Regions from separate parts of the Sus scrofa genome. Here region 1 is linked to region 2. The links are chromatin contacts, called in public HiChIP or PLAC-seq maps. All regions are on one chromosome and are shown on one strand. Each heading gives the region's core, a stretch centred on a gene start, on an enhancer-like site or on the middle of the called end of the contact. The rest is flanking DNA. Distances are from core to core; before and after follow the strand shown.

Region 1 (3,981 bases), core at 936-3,435, 89 kb before region 2:
GGTCCTTGACTGGGAAATATTCCGTTGTACGGACAGATGACAGTTTGTTGAGGACAGGGGGGTGGCCTTCCCTGTCCTGCTGCTCTTACCGGCTTGTGGGTGTCTGTTGGGTGGCATTTCCGTTGACAGTGCATGTCTGGGCAGAGCGGTTTCCAGGTTTCCCGTCCCGGTTTATGCTCAGGGCATGTGAGCGGTGCCCTGGCGGCCCCGGCCAGTGCTTGGCCCTCTCCTTCCTTGCGTTTCCAGCCACTGCCACCCGCCTTGCGTTTCCCCAATGACCGAAGCGTCTGTGCATCAAGCAGCTCCATAGCTCTTTCGGGGAAGTGCCGTTTAAATCTTTTGCTCCTTTGAAAAATTGGCTTGTCTTTCTTTTCTCTGCCGATTGGGAGGAGGTGTTTACGCAGACGAGAGACGGGGCCTTTGCGGGTTCTTTGCGTTGCTGTTTCCTCTCGGATGATGCGCTGCCTCTTCTCCTTCTTAAAGATGCTCTTTGATGAACAGGTGTTCTTACTTGTAACAGAGTCCAGAGACTGGTCCTTTTCTTCACGCCTGCTTGAATGCTGTGAAGGTGGTCGGTATTAATTTCTAGGAGCTTCGCTGTTTTACCAGGTGGGTCTGTGGTCTACCTGGAATTGATTAAGAAAACAGGGGATGGAGTCATAACTGAGGGTGACCTTTCCCGTGCAGGTGTTCAGTTGGTCCAAGCGTGTGTGTCAAAAAGCTCCACCCTTTCTCCACTGCTCTTGTCACGAGTCACGTTCCGTCCGTCTGTGTCTGCCCTGGACGTCGTCTGTGCGCCTTGACCAACGGAGCTTCGGAATGAGCCACCGCTCCCACTGATGTCTGTCCTCCAGCTTTGGGAGGGCCGTTTTAAAGGCTGTCTTGGATCTTCTCGGCTCGCTGCCTTTCCGTCCGAATTTTAAAGTCAGCTTTTCCGTTTCAGCAGGACACCTACGGGCATCTCCATTGGGATTGTGTTGATTTGCATGTAAAATCACGTGGTTCGAACCTTCCAGTCCATGAAGATGGTATGCCTACTTATCTGGGCCTGCTTTCATTTTTTCTGTCACATTTTTTGGTGGTGTGCAGTGTAGAGGTCTTTTATTTCTTTGGTTAGATTTATTTTTAGGTATTTTTTCAGGTGTGCTTATTAAGATTTTATTTTTTATTTGTGTGTTTGAAATACAACTCATTTGTAGGGATGCCTGCTATGGATGCATGGGTGAAGAATTTGACAGTTAGTGTCCATAAGGATGCAGGTTCCATCCCTGGCTTAAGTGGGTTAAGGATCTGGTGTTGCTGTGAGCTGTGGTGTAGGTCGCTGCTGCAGCTCCATTTCGAACCCCTAGCCGGGGTACGTCCATATGCCACAAGGCCGCTGTAAAAAGAAAATTAAAAAAAAAAAAAAAGAAATACAGCTCATTTTTGTGTGGCTACTTTGCCTCTAGGCAGCTTAGTATTATACTAGTTTATCTGGAGCATCTTTAGAATTTTTATGTGTACTGTCTGTGTCTGTGGATCTTAGATGTTTTATTTTTTTGTTGCTGGTTTTTGAGCCTTTTGCGTCTTTGCTTTGCTTCGTTGCAGTGTCTCGGGCCTGCATTCAAGTGTTAAACAGAACTGGTAAAACAGTGAACATCTTGCTTTGTTCAAACAGCAAAGGCAGTTTTTCAGCCTTTAATGTTCATCGTGCATGAGAGTTGCCACACGTTTCCTGTCCTGGTGTCTCAGACCAGCGCGGTTCTCCTCTGTGCTTAGCTGGCTGCGTTTTTCCCACTAGCAGGTGTTAAAATGTTTGGCAGAGCGATATTGCAGGTACTTGACTTTTGCATTCTACAAAAAGGCACTTTGATTTGGTTCAACTTAATGTTAGATTTTGTTCTGCCTCAATTAATCGCATGAGTTTTCCCCTTTGTTTGTTGTGTGGGATGAATTTTCTCGAATGCCTTTTGAATGTTCACCAGCCTTCCGTTTCGTGGTGAATCCAACTGGATTATCATGTCTTCTTCTTCCTCTATACTCCTGGGCTCATTTTACTTGTATTTGGCTTATTTTTTTTCATCTAAATTCACGGGTGAGATTGGCCTGTAATTTTCTTTTCTCAAAGTGCCTTTGTTGGGTCTGAAGGCGAAGGTTATACTGGCCTCTTCCAATGGGAGGAGAGCTTTCTCTCTTTCTATTCCTGGAATTGGCAGAGTTTCTCTTGAAAGAGTCAGATGGTATATATTACAGATTTTGCGGAACAAATGTGGTCTCTATTGCATATTTTTCTTCTTCCTATTTTGTTTAAAAAACCATTTACAAATGTAAGGAGTTCCCATCCTGGCGCAGTGGTTAACGAATCCGACTAGGAACCATGAGGTTGCGGGTTCGATCCCTGGCCTTGTCCAGTGGGTTGGGGATCTGGCGTTGCCGTGAGCTGTGGTGTAAGTCGCAGATGCGGCTCGGATCCTGCTTTGCTGTGGCTCTGGTGTAGGCCAGCGGCTATAGCTCCGATTAGACCCCTAGCCTGGGAACCTCCATATGCTGTGGGAAGTGGCCCTAGAAAAGGCAGAAAGACCAAAAAAACCTGAAATTTACAATGTCAAAACCAGTCTTCCTTAGGAGACTGTACAAAATTGGCCCACAGATTGATGAGGCCTGTGGGCCAGAGTTTGCTGTCCTTGTTGGATTTTTTTTGAGTTTATATCAGATGGATGTTATTTCTTTCTTGAATATTTGGAAGGATTTACTGCAGACCTACCTTGGAGTTTTCTTTGTAGGAAGATGAGTAAGTCACACCCTCAACTGATGTAGGACTATGCAAATTTTCTATTTTTCTCGTGTCAGTTTTCATGTGTTTAGCGTTTCTCAGAATGATTTTTATTCCATCTAACATTTTGACCGTGTGGATTTATAGTTTTTAAAATACTCTCTCACAAGGAGTTCCCCCGGTGGCGCAACAGGATCAGCGGCGTCTCTGCAGCGCTGGACACAGGTTCGATCCCCAGCCTGGCAGAGTGGGTTAAGGGTCTGGTGTTGCCACAGCTGTGGCGTAGAGCACAGCGATGGCTTAGGTCTGATCCCTGGCCCAGGACCCCATGTGTTGCAGGGCAGCCAAAAATGAAAAAACAAAAAAACCTCTCTCATTATTTGTAAGATTTGTACAGATGTCGCCTTCTTCATTCTTTTTTTTTTGTTTTGTCTTTTTGCCATTTCTGGGGCCGCTCCCATGGCACATGGAGGTTCCCAGGCTAGGGGTTGAATCAGAACTGTAGCCACCGGCCTACGCCAGAGCCTTAGCAACACGGGATCTGAGCTGTGTCTGCGGCCTCCACCACAGCTCACGGCAACGCCGGATCCCCAACCCACTGAACGAGGCCAGGGGTCACACCCGCACCCTCATGGTTCCTCGTCAGATTTGTTAACCACTGAGCCACGAAGGGAACTCCACCTTCTTCATTCTTTATGTTGTTTGTTCTCCCCCTGCCCCGGACGTGTTAGGATAATTATATCAATATTTTTAAACAGCCGTGTTTCAATTTCTTGAGTCTGTTAGATTTTCAAAATCAATTTCTGCTCTCCTTGCTATTATTTCCTTTTACTCCCTGGATTTATTTTGCTTTTTTTTTAAACTAAGGTAAATATTTAGGTTGCTGGTTTTTTTTCTGATTTTCTTCTCTCGTACCACATGCACTTAAATCTGTCATTTTCTCCTGTGTGTGACTGCGCTGGATTGCATGGGAGTTTTAATGTCATTTTTCATTACAATTCGGTTGAGAATAATGCCCGGTTTCCTTTTCGGTTTCTTCTTTGACCCATGGGTTATTTTATTTCTCTCTGCAGCCTTTTGTGCATTTCTCAGTCTCTTGCTTTGGTTATTGATACCTACTTTAATTTCACTATGGTAACTGAATTTACTGTATGTAATTTCAGTTTTGGAAAATTCTTTGAGTGTTTGCCTTATCATTGCATGGTCAGTTTTATAAATAGTTTGTATGC
Region 2 (4,302 bases), core at 640-3,139:
AGCTTGTGTAGTTCTCTCCGGGTTCAAGTGGAGGTGCTTTTGTCCGTTCTAATGTGGACTATTCCAGTTCTAGGTCATAGTAGCTCATTTGTAGCCTATTTGAAATTTCTTCCATGATTATTTTTTCTTGGAAAAAATGGGATATTAAGAAGTGTTTTTCAACTGGAGGTGTGAAGTTTTTCAGATAGTCTTTTTGTTACCGATTTCCGACAGAGCGTGTTCCGGCTGGAAGTAACTAAGCCTTTAGACATTTTGCGACTTGCTTTGCGGTCCATGGTTCTGGCTTCACTGTGCACTTAGAAGGCTTGAAGCCCCGCGCCAGGTGCAGACTCCGAAATCCGCTTGTTAAATCAAGCCGGGCGGCGGTAGCACGTTGTGTGCGGAGTTAGAAGGTGCCAGAAGGTGACAAACGCTGTGGAGAAATAAAAGCGATGGAGGCAGACACATGCTTGAGGGCGGTTTTCCGTGGTTCTGAGAAACGTGGTCCAGGAGGGCCTTGCCGTCCAAGGAAGGCGTCGGCCCCCTCGCTCCTCCTACCGAGGGGGCTTCCAGGCGCTGGCCCCCACCCTTGGCCCTCAGGGCACATTATCTATGAATCAAAGATCCCCGTGTTTGTGGGGCGCATGTTACAGTGGGGGAGCAGCGGACGGCTGGGAACGCAGGGAGCGAAATGCTTGGTGGGGGCGCGGGCGGGCTCGGCAGTGAGGACCCCGGTCGTGGCCGGGGCGGGGCCCTGGTGGAAGCAAACGCCTGCTCTAGAAGGAGCAGGGAGGACCGTGGGGGGATGGGAGCCCCAGGCCCAGCCCGGAGAGGAATCGGGGCCCGAGGAGGAGAAGCGGGCTGCGCTGGGGCACCCGCCGTGTTTTCCACCCAGTCCTGCTTGCTGTGCCGAGGGTTCCCAACCCGGAGCCCCCACTGTGCTCGTGAGGTGAGCGTGTGCCGCGTAGAAGCGGCTGCTCCCGGCCTTCATCCAGCAGGAGCGCTCAGCCTCCCACACCTGCCGCTGCTGGCAGAAGAGTGGCAGTAGGACAGTAACGAGTAGCAGGCCAGCCTGCCGGCCCGCCAGCCTGCAGCCCTCCGTGGTGGGGACCTCCGGCTTCGAGAGCCAGAGGCATTTTCCCACGTGCCTTAAGTGGTTGAATTACTGACCAGCATCCCCGGCGTTCCTCCTGGACCCTAAAGTCTGAACCGGACCTCCTTGCTCCCCTCGACACAAGCTCAAGTCCCACGTGTCCAGCTCCCGTTGGACGGCCTTCTGCAGCTCCCCCCCACCATGGCCCACGCGCCCTGGAAGGACGCTGCAGTCCTTGATGGGCCTTTGAGCCCCAGCCAGAGCACCCTGGTTTCCAGAAAGCACGGGGGGGTGCGGGGGAGGGGGGCATGGCTGCCCAGAGGGGCGGCCTCCATCGCTGCCCCTGCCCTGTGCCAAGGGAGGCCCGTCACCCTGAGAAACGCAGCCCAGCCCTAGGCCGCCCTCTGCTGCCTGCTCCTCTTCTTCCTCCGAGTGGACGAAACAGCTTCTATTTTTAAATGTTTCAACCGTTGCTCTTAAGTAATATTGGTTCCTACTGCAGGCCAGCTGTTGGGTGAAATACGCACCCAAACGTTTGCAGGTTGCTGAGAAGGAAATTCTGAAATGCTTTCTTCCCCGTGTTATGTAAACGTGACCTTAGGTAAGCGAGAGGCCGAGGACAGTTGCACAGGAGCTGGGTGGCCTTCCTAGACCACGGGGACTGTCTTCAGTGTTCAGACAGAGTGTTTTCACCCACGGGCTTCAGCGCAAGCAAAATGGCTTTTGGAGAGTGACTCGTGATTTATGCTGGTGTGAGCAGAGCCCTGGCCCACGGTGTGGGCGGGGGCAGAGGTGGGGGCAGGTGTTCCAGGGGTGTGGCCAGATTGAATCCAGGAGTCAGCGGTGGCCGCCCGAGTGACCTGGGCAAGAGCCAGACCTCTCCCACTGGCCTCCCCATCCCCAGTGTCCTGTCCTAGGGCTGTGACCACTGGGGTCACAGCAGGGGGCCGTGGGGACTAAACATGACGATAGAAGGAAGGCTCTTGCAACAAGTGCCCGGCGACAAAACACTGGGTTTTGTTATCATTGCTGTTTTATTGCCATTGCACTGTAATTGTGCGACCTTGGCGGTCCTGTCTGGGAACACCTGTTTATAAAGTTCAGGCAGCATCTCAGAGGGGTCGCCCTGTCTGCGCTTTTCCCGGGGGGCACGTTTGTCCTTGGTGGCTGCCCTTCTCTGTGAGAGCTCAGAGCACCTGTCCCCGTTTTTTGCACCAGGCAGGCCTGGTTCCATGTCTCGTTTCCCGGAAGCACATCAGTGCAGCGGTCGAAAGCCAAGTTCCCAACGGCACGCCAGGTTTTTATTTACAGCTCTTGCAAATATTTCCAAAAGACAGTTTCCCTTCTTGGGGGGACACGGAAGGATTTAGAAACTTTCAAAGGATTTTCTAGAGCGCATCCGGGGGACCTTAGGAAATGGGGGAGGGATCGAACCCTTTTTCTTCTTCGTGACGTCACAGCACAGGAGTGCAGGAGGCTGTGCTCGCCCAGATTGCATTGAAATAACATGGAATAGTAGTGACTCGGGCTTCAGGAAGGCCAGGAAACTGCAGTGCGATGGTGGATATGTTTCTGAACCAGGATTCCGTGTGGCCGGGTGGCGTCCTCCAGAGCCGCCCAGGACAGGCGGGGTCCTGGGACCGAGGGCTGCCCTTGTAGTGCCACGTGGGCATCTAAGCCACCTGGTTTTCTGTAGCCTCAGATTAGGAGCGCTTTCTGCCTTGTGGACATGGTGTATTCTTCCGGAGACAAAGCCATCGCAGCCTCTGTAGAGGAGAGCTCTGTCTCTTCCAGGTTCTCGGAAGTCAGTCGCTTCGGCTCATCAGTTCAGAGGACCTTTGAAAAACAGCCTCAGGAGAGGGTCAAGCCAGGCTGATGGGCTCTCCAGCAAGGAAGAGTCGGGCTGCAGGGAGCTTGTCGAGCTTATCGTGCCGTGGGCGCCGTCCTGACTGGGTGGAAAGAGTGAGTCTGCTGCGTGGAATTGTCCCAGACCCTTCGCTCGGGCCACCCCAGACGCAGCTGGAGGCGAACCTGCTTGCGGGGTGCTTGGCACTGCTGGCTGCTATCGTTGCAACGACCCTGGAACCATATGCATGTTTTACTTCGTGGTATTCGTGAGAAAACTCTGTTTCTTTAAAAAACGACTCATTGCTACCCGTCTTTTACCCGTTTGACGTTAAAATACTTTATTCCATGCAGTTGCCGAAACAACGGCGGTTAATCGAGGAAGCAAAATGTGGGTCGTTGTTAAAGCTGGGTACCCGGGCATTCGCGGTGCCCCTCTCTGATTTGGGGTGTCTTTGAAGCTTTCTGTAACGAAAGGGTTGGTGTGGGTTTTTGTAATGCTGCAGACTGGCTCCTGAAACCCTCTTTCAACGGTCGTCTCCACATTTCTGCCCTGCCCCTAAAAGCCCACGTAAACTTTTCCACGTTGCAAGCTTTAGCGAGTCTACGGATTGTGTTTTCTGAGTCAGTAATTCCTTTAATTTGTTTAATCTCTATTATCTTCCTCCTCTTTTTCTTGAACAATATATGGTTTAATTTTTGAGTTCTTTTTCTAATTTGGGGGGTCCAGTGCTTTATTTTGTTTCCCATTTTATTTATTTATTTTGTTTTTCGGTCTTCCTAGGGCTGTACCCACGGCATATGGAGTTTCCCAGGCTAGGGGTCTCATCGGAGCTGTAGCTCCCAGCCTACACCAGAGCCGCAGCAACGCTGGACCCTTAGCCCACTGAGCGAGGCCAGGGATCGAACCCGCGTCCTCCTGGATGCCAGTCAGATTCGTTTCCACCTGAGCCACGATGGGAACTCCCGTTTCCTCTTCGAAAGATGGCCTAACGTGTGTGAGACTGTGCATTGCTCTTGGAGCTCAGCTGGACGGTGCTTGACATTTTCGGTGTGTGGCGTGTTCATTACCTCGATGTGGTAAATTTTCTCCATCTTCATTTTGGGTTCGGAGTGTTTAAGAGAAAGGCGTTCCGTTTTCCCGTGGTCGGATTTTTGCTTTTCTTCTCGATTTTTTCTAATCCTGTTGCATCGTGCTCGGGGGCCGTGGCCTGCACGGTGTGTGTTTGTGTATCTATTTGTAAATGTTCTATGTTGACGGGCGATGATTTTTGTTAACGTTGCGGGGGGGGGGTGCAAAAGCCCAGAGTCCTTGGGCAGCGCTTGAAGTGCAGCTGAAGTGAAATCACAAATTCACATCCTCTGCTTGCGAACGTTTGGTGCCG

The links. HiChIP or PLAC-seq counts read pairs in DNA pulled down with a chosen protein or histone mark.
Region 1: an H3K27ac HiChIP or PLAC-seq map of alveolar macrophages shows a contact between it and region 2. The contact joins two enhancer-like sites. A contact is called at or near these places in 2 of 47 Hi-C or Micro-C datasets (heart right ventricle and psoas muscle) and 1 of 2 datasets of contacts at active chromatin or transcription factors (alveolar macrophages).

The regions. Positions count from the first base shown.
Region 1 is chr15:138,596,030-138,600,010 of Sscrofa11.1, reverse strand. The region is part of intron 2 of HDAC4 (histone deacetylase 4); the gene reads left to right. Among named protein-coding and RNA genes, the nearest start is that of HDAC4, 59 kb to the left of the region's middle. Within about 2 kb of position 2,185, at least 2 of the 83 cell types and tissues checked have an H3K27ac peak or open chromatin away from gene starts, as enhancers often do. A contact at or near this core is called in alveolar macrophages, where this site is marked.
Region 2 is chr15:138,506,703-138,511,004 of Sscrofa11.1, reverse strand. All of the region lies in intron 3 of HDAC4 (histone deacetylase 4), which reads left to right. Among named protein-coding and RNA genes, the nearest start is that of HDAC4, 150 kb to the left of the region's middle. Within about 2 kb of position 1,889, at least 14 of the 83 cell types and tissues checked have an H3K27ac peak or open chromatin away from gene starts, as enhancers often do. A contact at or near this core is called in alveolar macrophages, where this site is marked.